2 separate regions of the Danio rerio genome follow, and region 1 is linked to region 2. Evidence: chromatin contacts called from public Micro-C data. All regions are on one chromosome and are shown on one strand. Each heading gives the region's core, a stretch centred on a gene start, on an enhancer-like site or on the middle of the called end of the contact. The rest is flanking DNA. Distances are from core to core; before and after follow the strand shown.

Region 1 (6,608 bases), core at 2,605-5,104, 170 kb after region 2:
CATTTTCCAGCCTGACCAGCTAAGACCAGGCTGGAAATGGCTGGAAACCAACATGGAATTGTCCAAAACCCCTATTAACCTCTGTTAGATGCAAACGTAGCTCTTTCTACAGTTTGCAATGATCTCATCAAATCTAAAGTATGTTGAATTTTAAACACGCTGTGTCGACTGGCAGACCATTCTGAGGGATGTAAACACAAACAAGGGTCCCGACGCATATCAATTCCTATAGCTTCTGAAAATCCAAAAAGAGCCACATATTGATAAATAATGTTGTGGTAGCTGTTTTAACATAAAGTTATGATTGAATCGCCTACAGTTATAAAACAGTTTGATAACAAGCTGGACATTTTCATGAGCCAATGACATGAACACATTGTAATGGTCTATCCCACGAATACATGATAACCCTCTAAAAAATGCTAGGTTGTTTTAACAGTACCTTTAACCTTTAACAGGTTGTTTTGAGTAAAATATGGCCAAATAAACCTGGGATAAACAAAAATAATAAATAGGCTTAATGATTTTAACTAACTTATTTTAGCCATAATTTATGTGTTTTTCAAACTATTTTTAGAGTGTCCCACATCATCATTCTGCTCCATGAGCAACTGTTGGCATAATAATAAATATTTTCCATCAAAAACCAACAAGGATATGCGATTTGATTGATTTATTCTTCTCGTTTTAATGAATGAGTGCGAAAACAGAGTTCCTTTCTGATTAATTAGCTTGCCTTATTTAGATCCTTTCAGCACAGAAGAGGAAAAAAGCCTAGAAGATGGTCTTTGACTTCCTCTAGTGGTGAAAGAGTGTAAATGTAAGGGCAATGGGAACGGTCACATAATAGGGAAACAAAACACAATATAGTAATTTCTTGTTTAACGCACCTCAGTAATCTTATTAAAGCATAGTTTTTACAGTTTGTGGAATTAATGCTCAGTATAACCTACAACAAAATGTGGCTTGCAGCGTATAATCTGAATTTGACAAATAGGTAAATTTTATTTGTTGGCCTTGCATAATTGCAATTAAAGAACATACTTTCATCTGTCTGTGAAGATGATTAGATATGATATGTCATTCCAGTTGTTTCTCTCTGTCCTCTATTTGCCTCTTTTTACATTTAATTCTCGTTTACATTTTATTCTTATTTCCCCTCCTTTTTCCTTTTACTTTTATGCACGTACACAAACTTTCATCCGAAAACCTAAATATGCATTTCTTCAGCTCACATATAATTTGATTTTTAATAAAATTAACGTGTGTAACTAAACTACGAATTGTGATTTTGATTACAAGTGTAATTATAAAATAACATGAGATGGCTGCCAATAAAAATACAGTTTATTTACAACCGCGCGTTATAACCTCTAAAATAATTTACCTATCTCTGGCCAAACATGGATCTCGAAGCCATTTAGATTTAAATGCAATAAAAATCTAACAGTTTCAATGAAAATTACATAAATGTCAGGCCTCACTGATGTACATAGATGTTTTATAACTTTTACTTTTAAAATGTACCAATGCAATTTGTTTCTCAGATCAGCACTTTCGGCTTCACAAACGATTGTCTTTAGTAAATGCTTTTAAAATGCAGAAAACACAGTCAGCTCGGTTGTTTGGGAAGGCCAAACTGCAATGTGATGGTGGTGTGTGTCTATACATGAAGGATTTCAAGTTCACGTAATACAACCCTGTTGTTTAAATGTTCCGCGCATCCAGGCAGTGACCTTGAACTGACACAAAGCCTAAACATGGACAAAGCTTTACAGAGAAGAGTGTGGGTGCGGCACTGCATGGTTAAAATACAAATATTGGGAAGCGGAGAAGGATTTAAGATGTTATGTGAAGGGTTTATTGGCCTTACATCGAAATTATCTTCTCATTAATTGACCCCTTATGTCGTTCTGCGGTCGAGATTTAATTTTAGGATTTGGTCATTAAATAGCAGCACATCCAAAACCTTTACACTTTAAATTGTTAAATATTAAAATGCTAAATTAAGAAGCAAAGTTATTTTTAAAATGAATTACTATATTTAATTACATTTGCTTATACAAGCATTGGTTTACATATTTAGATAACGATTATTTTATTTGTAGTGCGTGACCGTGCAATGAATAAACTGGCGAGTAAACGATAAAGCTAAACACTTATATAAAATATTTTGGTCTATGCTACATTTAAGACATTTCTTCGACAAAAAAGCCTTTATCAAATTTATATTACCTCTCCAAATATGCATCAAATGCTCTACATTTATAAATTCCCCATGCTTGAACGTGCAATGGATAAACGATGATGGGAACATAAAACATATTTAAAATAAAATGCTACGTTTAGGAAATTGTTTATCTTTTTTCTACATAAAATTTACATTTATTAAAATTATATTCTCCAATCATGCATCAAAAGCTTGCACCTCATGTAAACTTTAATGAGGATGCTGGGGACGCACTCTGCCTTAGTTATACTAAAATATTGTCCATATCACCTAAACAACTCTAAACATGGTCATTGGAAACCTGTATTTGGTTAGAAATGCATAATTTGAGAATTGCTAAATCATAATGAGACTAGGCACTTTTTATCAGAACTAATGGAAACTCAGAGCCAATGCGACCCATTGCTTTTTCTTATATGCTGATTCATCACTCTCTTTATCCATCAACCAAAGAAAGATTCTGTCAGTTGTTGACTGCTGCTGCAAAAATAAATAAATACATAAATAAATCTAAATATATAAAAATAAATAATAATAAATAAATAAATAAATAAATAAATAAATAAATAAATAAATAAATAAATCCTGAAACTATGGCTGGATCCATCTGCTCTAACTGATCTATCCTGGAGGCTCTATCTACTGGACATTATTAGTTTGGAACACACCACAGCCAAAATAAATGGTGCCAGTAAAATAAAAAAACTGTACAATTTTGGTTAAATATGAGGGACACTGTATCGTTTATGTTTTAATCCTGATTGTGTACTTATTATTACAATATTGCTGTTTTTTTTTATTTTATTTTACATTTTTTGTTGAGTGGATCTCGGGATTTGTTCAAAATCAGAATGTTCAATATAAAAATAATTTTAAAATGAGACTAGCTGATAAAATGTATACGAGGGAAACGTGTCACTGAGCCTCTACTCTTTTTGTGAGCTTTAAAGGGACAGTTCGCCCAAAAAATACAATTTCCTCTCTATTTCTTTACACTGAAGTAATTCTAAACTTTTTAATAAGTTATTTCTTCTTTTAAACCCAAAACAAGTCAATGATAAAAATGTTGGGGAAATAAGCAGCAGACATCCACTGGATCAGAAAACATACCAAATACTATGAAAGTCAATTGCTGCTTTTTCTGACATTCTTCAGTTTATCTTCCTTTGTGTAAAACACAAGACAGAATCTCAAACAGGTTTTGAACAAGGATGAGTGAATGATGATAACAACAATGCTCAAATAAAGCAGTGCAAGTTAACTTGACATTTCATTTAAGGATGATGCTCTCATTTGCATTGATCTAAGATGAAATACGTCTGATTTGATGACAAAATAATAATAAAGTGCTAAACAAAATATTTAATCACGCACATAAAAGAAAAACAATCGTTTAAAGCAGTTCAGGAGGCGTTTAACAAGAAAATATTAAAATAAGTTGTTAATATTTTAAGGTTAATACTTCTTTTTGTAAAAAGAGAAAAAAACAGTGGGTGGCACCTTCTGCGACTCATTCTCAAGCAGTGTCATGTGACCATACAGCCAATGGGGCGCAGCCTGGTTTCCTTATACGTTAAATGTCAGATTTGCTATAAACTACAAACTCTTAGCCGGGCCCGCCGAAATGGGCGAGCATAATCTCTTTAATCCGGGGTTTGTTGGACAATTGGTTAACATTAATGCAAGAGATGCATTTTACCTCTCCAATTTCCGTGCGTCGGGGGGACAGCTAGCAGGACTGCAAACCCTCCGCTTATCCAGAAGAGATAATGTCTGCTCTTTGCCTTGGAACCCATCGGAAGCATGCAGTGGATACCCACAATCTCATATTAGCGGCCCCGTTACCCTAAACCACACATACAATCAATCATGCGACATTACTCGGCAGGAAGACAACAAATGTTTTTATAGTGACAGTGCATGCGCCACCAGCGGCGGTGGTGACAATAACAGTACCAATCTTATATCAAAAGAGAAAGCATTGGATAACTCATCTGTATCCATTACTGCAGAGAACGGACAGAACAATCTGAACGGAATGGACAACGGAGGAAGTTATTCAAAATATGACTGCCTGACACCTGCAGAACAGCCAATCCCAAATCCTCGTTTGTGTCGGTCTCTTGAATCGGTTTCTGGCTGTTCGTTCATAAACGAGGGGGCCAAGACCTCATCAGGCATCACGCATTCACTAACATCCCCTGACATCCAAACAAGTGTTGCAGCACTAAACGGAGGTGAGTTTTTTTCTATTATATATCTTAATAAGATCAACATATGAACATGAGGATCTTGAAAATAATCCATGCATGTTTTATAAATGTGAATAAAATAGCATTCTGATTTAGTGTTTGATATATGTAATGTTTTAATTGGTTTTCTTTAAAGTCATCCGATATGCGAAGCCATTGCGTATTGTATATGTTTTGATAAGACTGTTTGTTAGAGCTTTTGTATTGGGCAAACATTAATGTTAACATACTTTTTTTGTTTGTTTAGGTGCTCTGTGGTACCCAATGCACAGACAAACTCGAAAGAAGCGTAAACCATATTCAAAACTTCAGCTGAACGAGTTGGAAGGCGAGTTCATCCTCAACGAGTTCATCACCAGACAGCGGAGGAGGGAACTGTCTGACCGGCTAAATCTCACGGACCAACAAGTGAAAATCTGGTTCCAAAATCGTCGAATGAAGAAGAAAAGGCTCTTGATGCGAGAGCAGGCTTTATCTTACTTTTAGAGCAATGGATGATGTTGGATTATACATAAACTGGCAACAGGACATGCTATTTGAACATATTTCTGATTGTTTGCAAATTACACACATGCAGTTGATATGTATGACGCATAGTATCAGTTCGCTGTGCACAAATAATAATTCATTCTTGGCCATTAAGTAACCACTACAGTTCTTAGTAACGCATGGAATTACACGAGAAATATAAAACACCCTGCATCATGCATACATCTCGAAAAGCTTGCTATACACAACAGAAGTGTTAATATAACATCAGGACAATAATTAATATATTTATTATTGTTGTTAATAAAAACAACAGTTTTAAAACAATAATAAAGCTTTTATTTTTTCTGCAACACTGTGCATAGCTTAAATGCCTCAAAATGTGATTCCATCATGCACCTTCGTACAAACAGCACATTAAAGGCAAAGCTGTAAATGTCGAACTATTCAAAAGTTTCATTAGATTTCCTAATTTTTGTTTATGCAAATTGGTGGAAAATTCCTATGAACTGATATCATCTCAATCTGCTCACGCCCAGCGGTTGAGGTAACAGCTTACAGTTTTACTGTTTACTTTAAATTCTATACAAATCGTACGATTTATATATCACAACTGGTGGAACTTTCACCCAAAAAGATTAAATATGATAACTGCAGGTTTTCTGCGGGTAAGGGAACAGATAAAAGATTGCCATAAGGCCATCCTAGTGGCAATTTTAGCTTGTAAGTAAAAATGAAGCTGTGATAGCCAATTTTTGGTGCTTCGGTGATGTCCAGACAAAAGGGCAGACCGCGGATATGTCCCTGATACAGTATTTGCATGCGAAAGTGCTTATAGCGCTAGTTTACTGAATATTCAAAGCAATGTATAGTGTTATTGTGGATAATAGGAATTTATAATCAGTGCAATGTCTTGTTTTTGTTAAAACATGTTACCTGGTGGTAAATGTCTGTTACACCAATAAGTATTAAATGATTGAGTCAGTGTAAGTGTGCAATTAATTTCTAATAAAAGTGGTCACCTGTGTAACTGTTACCTGTGTTGTGTTATTGTCTGACAATAACATAATCTGGTATTTTGCATTATTTGTTTTAATATAAAAAACGTCCTCTTTGCAACAAATAATATCACGCGAAATGAGCATGCATTTTTTATTGCTAAATATTGTTGCTAAAACAATATATTTCCCTTTCCGTATTAGGAATTAACTATAACTAAATTTTCTAATAGGGTAACTTAAATTATTTTGTGAATTTGTCACTTTGGGAAATAATTCACTCGGGTAAAGTTGATTTTATATTCGTTAAATTCGATTCGTTCATTCATTTTTGAACAGTGACAATATGTGACGCTACTTTGAATATTCGGCCTGAAATCGCATGCAAGTATGACTTCAAAACAACATTAGCACTATTTATTTGATTGTGATCAATGTTGTGCATTGATAGTCATTGGCTGCTAATGTGATTTAGAGTTATTTAGAGTTTGCAAAGAATACATTTCTGAAATTGTGTATTAGGGAGAATGTCTGAATGTGCAGCTATCAACATTTTTAGAGTTTGTTAAAGTTAACGTTGCATACCAAAATGAATGAAATTCGTCGCTTTAATGTCCTTTTTACTTTATTTATTTAATT
Region 2 (7,036 bases), core at 107-2,606:
GAATCATTTGACAATTTGTGCTTAAGTATTAGCCCTCATTACTATTCTTCAAACCACTAAGTTTTTTTTTTTTTTTTTTTACATATTTTTCAGCAAAGAGCGGTTTTCACTGTATGATTATGATTATTATATGTATTTTAACATTCAAGCTCAAATAAGTTTGCTGTCTCTTTTTCATATATCAAACTAGCTGTTGATTATGATGGAACATTAATAACCATGTGCTTTATTCTTTACTTGCGCACACAAAAAAACTAAATCATTTGAAATAATAAACAGAGCAATATCGCTGATATTTATATTTTATTATGCTCCAAAACAGTGACATTCACATTTGGATGATATAAACCTGATATAAAGATCCAAAACTTGCAGTTTGTCCCTTCCGCCAAAATGGATCAATGACTTTTATTGACGATGTCACCTCATACTTCAGTTTCTCATCAAATTTCACACTTTAAATAAAACCACAACTTTAAGTGCACTCACTGGCCACTTTATTAGGTACACCTTACTAGTACCAGGTTGGACCACCTTTTGAACTGCCTTAATCCTTCATGGCGTAGATTCAACAAGCTACTGGAAATATTCCTCAGAGATTTTGCTCCATATTGACATGATAGCATCACACAGCTGCTGCAGATTTGTCCGCTGCACATCCATGATGCCAATCTCCCGTTCCACCACATCCCAAAGCTGCTCTATTGGATTGAGATCTGGTGACTGTGGAGGCTTCTGCAGACCTCGGTTGGTTATTTGAGTTACTGTTACCTTTCTATCAGCTGGAACCAGTCTGGCCATTCTCCTCTAACATCAACAAGGCATTTGCGCCCACAGAACTGCCGCTCACTGGATATTTCCTCTTTTGCCGACCATTCTCTGTAAACCCTAGAAATGGTTGTGCCTGAAAATCCCAGCAGATCAGCAGTTTCTGAAATACTCAGAACAGCCCGTCTGGCAGCAACAACCACGCCACGTTCAAAGTCACTCAAATCCTCTTTCTCCCCCATTCTGATCATCTAAGCAGATCGTCTTGACCGTGCCTACATGCCTAAATGCATTGAGTTGATTAGAAATAATAAAGGCTGATTAGAAATTGCATGAGTGTACCTAATAAAGTGGCCTGCGAGTGTACAGCCACTGTATATACTTGTAATAAGCAAAACATCAAGACGATTACGTTGCTTTTCAAATGAATCAGTAAACAACGACAATAATACAGTAGATTAAAAACAAAAGTGTTGTGAACACCCGAGGCAGTGGTTAATGGACTCATGCATTAAGGACAGAGTCTCTCCAGTCTTAAACTCATGCTCCTGGCAGAAAGCGGCAGAAATTCGACAATTGTTTCCATATGTGCATCAAACTGCTTTTCCATTATTCAGACTCCTCCTTCTGCTTTTTTGTTCTCCCTCTCCCTCTCTCTCTTTTCTAATAATTTGAGTTTTTAAAACTTTTATGATGTCTGTCTTAATCAGAACAACCTGGCACATTCTGGCATGCCTACAAGCTCATGGTAATCCAATCATTGTGAGAGAGAGAGAGAGAGAGAGAAAAAAAAAAGAATAAAAACAGAAAGACTGTGGTAACCATCTTTCTCTGGACCGCGCGGCGACGCGAGCAAAAATAGATGTTCCATTACAGATGGAGGAATGGAAAGTAGTGGAGGGAAAATGGCACGAAAGGAGAAGAAGAAAAGGATTGACTGCGAAGCTGACAGTAATGGCGGCTGACAGACGTGAGTTCATGGCAGGTTCAGGATGACATCATATACATCACACCATCTTTATAACGTGTGTGGTTACTCATGTAAAACCCAAGCGGAGTTATATTTAATGATCAATATCGGAGGTGTTTGCTCATGCACAACTCAACATAATGATGCAGTACTTTTACCCTGATTTGTGTACTCCATCCATCGCTGATCGCAGCTTAAAAACCCTAATACCCTAAGTCAGGGGTGTCCAAAGTCGGTTCTGGAGGGCCGGTGTCCTGCATAGTTTAGCTCCAACTTCCTTCAACACACCTTGGAAGTTTCAGGTATACCTAGAGAGAGCTTGATTAGCTGGTTCAGGTGTGTTTAATTGGGGTTGGAACTAAAATATGCAGGACACCAGCTCTCCAGGACCGAGTTTGGACACCCCTGGCCTAAGTGAAATTGTAAAGTCCTCTTTTTTTATTTGACTTGTGTCTGAACAAACATGCTTCATTTTTAATTCATTTAACCCTTGTGCATTGTTTAAATTGACTATCCTCTTGTTTTGTTAGTGGCTGCCCCATTCACTTCCATTATAAGCACATTTTTGGATTACAAAGCCTTGACGCCATTTAATCATGCGTTCATCATTGTTCTGGTTTTCCCTTTTGGGAAGAGGTCAAATGTGTGATTTGTACTGTTGATCAAGAATGGATAAACAGCTTATAACAACGCTTGATTTCATATGTACACTCATCGGCCACTTTATTAGGTACACCTTACTATTACTGGGTTGGACCCCTTTTGCCTTCAAACCTGCCTTAATCTTTTGTGGCATAAATTCTAGATGGTACTGGAAATATTCCACAGAGATTTTGCTCCATATTGACATGATAGCATCACGCAGTTGCTGCAGATTTGTTGGCTGCACATCCATGATGCCAATCTCCCGTTCCACCGCATCCCAAAGCTGCTCTATTGGATTGAGATCTGGTGACTGTGGAGGCCATTTGAGTACAGTGAACTCATTGTCATGTTCACCAGTCTGAGATGATTCGCGGTTTTTGACATGTGTTATCCTGCTGGAAGAAGCCATCAGAAGATTACACCACCGCCACCAGCCTGAACCGCTGATACAAGGCAGGATGATCCATGCTTTCATTTTGTTGATGTCAAATTGTGAGCCGAGCATCTGAATGTGTCAGCAGAAATGGAGACTCATCAGAGCAGGCAACGTTTCTGCAATCTTCTATTGTCCAGTTTTGGTGAGCCTGTGTGAATTGTAGCCTCAGTTTCCTGTTCTTAGCTGACAGGAGCGGCAACCGGTGTGCCCTTCTGCTGCTGCTTTCTATCAGATGGAACCAGTCTGGCCATTCTCCTCTGACCTCTGGCATCAACAAGGCATTTGCACCCACAGAACTGCCGCTCACTGGATATTAGCTATTTCAGACCATTCTCTGTATACCCTAGAGATGGTTGTGCGTGAAAATCCCAGTAGATCAGCAGTTTCTGAAATACTCAGACCAGCCCGTCTGACACCCACAACCATGCCACATTCAAAGTCACTTAAATTGCCTTTCTTCCGCATTCTGATGCTCGCTTTGAACTGCAGCAGATCGTCTTGACCATGTCTACATGCCTAAATGCATTGAGTTTCTGCCATGTGATTGGCTGATTAGAAATATGCACCAACCAGCAGTTGGACAGGTGTACCTAATAAAGTGGCCAGTGAGTGTATATGCACCGATTGAAGATATACAAACACTATTCCTAAAGTTTGAATCGATGGATATTTAATAATCTGTAATAATTTACTAACCCTTTACTTGTTTCAACCCTTTTATGAGTTTCTTTCTTCTGTCAAACAAAAAAGAAGATAGTTTGAAGAAAGCTAAAAACCTGTTACTACTGTTGTATACCTACTATGGATGTCATTGGTTTCAGGTTTTTAGCATTATTGCAAATACCTTCGTTAGTGTTTAACACAAGAAAGAAACTCATAGAGGTTTTGGAGCCACCTAAAGATCAGTAAATAGTGCGTAAATTTTCATTTTTGGGTGAACTACCCCTTTACCTAAACAAAAACACCATAAACAAATCTGTTACCACTCTGTCGCCACAGCGGAATGAACCGGCAACTATTCCAGCATATGTTTTACGCGGCGGATGGCCTTTCAGCCGCATCCCAGTACTGGGAAACACCCATACACACTCATTCACAAACACACACTCTCACAAAACAGCCAATTTAGATCATCAATTCCCCTATAGCGCATGTGTTTGGACTGTAGGGGAAACCGGAGCACCCGGAGGAAACCAACACGGGGAGAACATGCAAACTCCACACAGAAACGCCAACTTGTCTAGCTAAGACTCTAACCAGCGACCTTCTTGCTGTGAGGCAACAGTGCTAACCACTAAGCCACCGTGCCGCTCTTATACTGTTTTGTTAATTAATTATTACTGTTTTGTCACATATTGTGAAATCATTCTGAGATCAGGTAAGAACAGCGAGGTAAAACCTTTGTGGTGAATATTTCATAGCAATTCAAAACGGTTCTGATGTAACTAAGCCTGCTTTCCTGAAACCACGCGCCCTCAGCAGCTTCAGACCTGCCAAATCACCAGTGTGAAACAATTCATCCCCCGAGGTTTAGAAGCTTCACAAAGCAGAGTTTCTGTAGTGTCCATCACTAGCTGACACTTCTCGCACTCTCTGTGTGTGTGTGTGTGTGTGTGTAAGACATAATAGGACACACACTGGTATAATATCATGGGTATGACACGGGGGTTACAGGAGAAGGTGACTTATGAGGATGTCACCCAGGAGTGACTAAATCATACAGAATCAGTTCATTCAGGAAGTAAACGAGCACACAGTCTACCGTTATGATTGGGTGCTGAGATAGGGGTGTGGTAAGGGACAGAAGCTTTGTACAGTATACAAAGAATGGAAACCTATAGAATGTCCCCACAATTCACAAAAAAACAAATGTGTGTGTGTGTGCGCATCTGTGTGTGTGTTTGCATGTATGCATGTGTGTGTGCATCTGTGTGCCTGTGTGAGTGTGTATGCATATGCATGTGTGTGTGTGTGTGCATCCGTGTGCCTGTGTGAGTGTGTACTTTGCATGTGTGTGTATGATTGTGTGCATTTGTGTGTGTGTGTATCTATGTGTTTTTGTTTGCATGTGTGCATCTCTGTGTGTGCTTATTTGCATGTGAGTGTGTACGTGCATTTGTGTGTATGTGTGTGTGTATGTGCGCATCTGTGTCTGTGTGTGCATCTGTGTGTATGTTGGCATGTGTGTCTGAACATGGATTTGTATGCATACATGTGTGTGTCTGCATCTGTGTGTGTGTGTGTGTGTGTGCACGCATCTGTGTGTTAGCATCTGTGTCTGCATGTGTGTGTGTGTGTGTGCATCTGTGTGTGCATGTGTTTGTGTGAGTGTGTGTTCGCACATCTCTGTTCACATCTGTGTATGAGTACGTGTGCATGTGTGTGTGTGTTTGTGAATCTGTGTGTGTGAATCTTTGTATGCATATGCATGTGTAGATGTGTCTGATTGAGAGTGTGCATGTGTGTGTGTGTCTGGTTGTGCGTCTCTTTGCATATGCTTGTGTGTGTATATCGATGTGGGAGTCTGTATGCATGTGTGTGTGTTTTTGCATCTGTGTGCGTGTGTGTGTGCACTTGTGAGTTTGATGTGTGAGTGTGTATGCATGCATGTATGTGTGTGCATGTAATCCTCAAATATATTGACTAAATGTCCCCACAAGTATAGTAAGACAGTAAAGTTTGACCTTGTGGGGACTTTGTTTTGGTCCCCATGAGGAAAAGGGCTCATAAAGCAGACAGAGTGAAGGATCTTACACTACAGTAGAAACATCATTACATCCATGGGAGGTCCCCATAAAGATAGCTGTACGTGTGTGTGTGTGTGTGTGAGAGAGAGAGCACAGAGCTCTGTGTCAACATGCATGAAGTAATGATCAGGTGTGTGTGTGTGTGTTTCCATAGCAGGGTGAATGTATAAATGACTTCAGATTGGGGCGTCTGCTCAGTGAATGTGTTCTTTCATTGGTTTAGGATGTGAGCTTAACTTTATAATTCAGATCTACACACACACACACACACACACTCTCCGTCTCCAGCTCATGTTCTCCTCTGCTTCTGCCAGCTCTCTTAAATGCAGCACAGTGTGTTCTTTGTGTGTTTGCCCTCCAGTCTGCATGCTGCATGGACTGAGTGTGACACACGTAAGCGTTTACATTCTGCATAATGTCTGGTGTGTGTGTGCGTGCATGTATGTGTTTGTGTGCATGTGTGTGTGCATGTGTATAAATAAATGTGTGTGTGTGTGTGCATGTATATAAGTGTGCGCACACGTATGTGTGTATATGCCTGTGTGTGTGTGTGTTTGTGCATTTGTGTGTATGTGTGTACACATGTGTGTCTGCTTGTGTGTGTGTGTGTCTGTGTGTGTGTGTGTATGAATATATATATGTTTGTGTGTGTGTATTTATGTGTGTGCATGACGTGTACATGTCTGTGTATATGCGTTTGCGTGTGTGTGCATGTGTATAAAAATATGTGTGTGTGTGTGTGTGTGTGTGTGTGTGTGTGTGTGCATGTGAATAAGTGTGTGTGTGTGTGTGTGTGTGCGTGCGTGCGTGAATGTATGTGTGTGTGTGTGAGTGTATGTGTATGTATGTGCATGTGTGTGTGTGCGTATAAGTGTGTGTGTGCATATATGTGTGTGTTGTTGTGTGTATAAAAGTCTGTGCGTGTATGTGTATATGTGTGTGTATGTATGTGTGCGTGTGTGTGTGTGAATGTAAAATGATGTTGATTCATATGCCAAGTCGTGCACACACAGATCTTCACATGACATCAATCTGTGTGGACTGTGTAGTGATCTCATTACAGACAACTTGCTGTTGATTAAAGCCTACTGTGTCTCTCTTACACACACACACACACACACACACACACACTCCTCCTCCAGCCCGAGGCTCTCTCCGTTCTGCGGTTTCTCCTCCATTCGCTTCCAAACGGGGCCCCATTTTATGTTCTCTACACTCTCAGTCAAGCGCTCTTTCCTCTTGTGTTATTTTCCTCCATATTGCTCTTCTCCTCATCTGGATGTGTTCTCCTGTTGTTCCAGAAGAATAGTCAGCTTGTTAGTTGTGCTGATCGCTGATGAGCGCAGGAAAGCTTCTGTCAGGACTCATTCATTAACTCTGCAAACCGGCAGGTAAAGACGACCACGGCCAGAAACCTGGAACCACTTTATCCATTTAAAGCTCATTAGCAGAATAGATTTTCCAGAAAAG

Evidence for each region. Hi-C and Micro-C count contacts between places; a contact is called where the count stands out from the background.
Region 1: a contact with region 2 is called in a Micro-C map of caudal fin, with 8 times the contacts expected there. The contact joins the promoter of hoxc12b here to the enhancer-like site in region 2. A contact is called at or near these places in 3 of 18 Hi-C or Micro-C datasets (caudal fin, hematopoietic stem cells and an unstated tissue) and 1 of 4 datasets of contacts at active chromatin or transcription factors (caudal fin).

Annotation. Positions count from the first base shown.
Region 1 is chr11:2,196,591-2,203,198 of GRCz12tu, forward strand. It overlaps hoxc12b (homeobox C12b), which reads left to right and starts at 3,855. Exons shown (of 2, transcript NM_131545.1): 1 at 3,855-4,467; 2 at 4,730-4,968. The coding sequence starts at 3,855. The coding sequence ends at 4,968. It also overlaps a transcript of calcoco1b not described here.
Region 2 is chr11:2,027,670-2,034,705 of GRCz12tu, forward strand. It overlaps a transcript of rargb not described here. Among named protein-coding and RNA genes, the nearest start is that of rargb, 13 kb to the right of the region's middle. Within about 2 kb of position 1,357, at least 6 of the 62 cell types and tissues checked have an H3K27ac peak or open chromatin away from gene starts, as enhancers often do. A contact at or near this core is called in caudal fin, where this site is marked.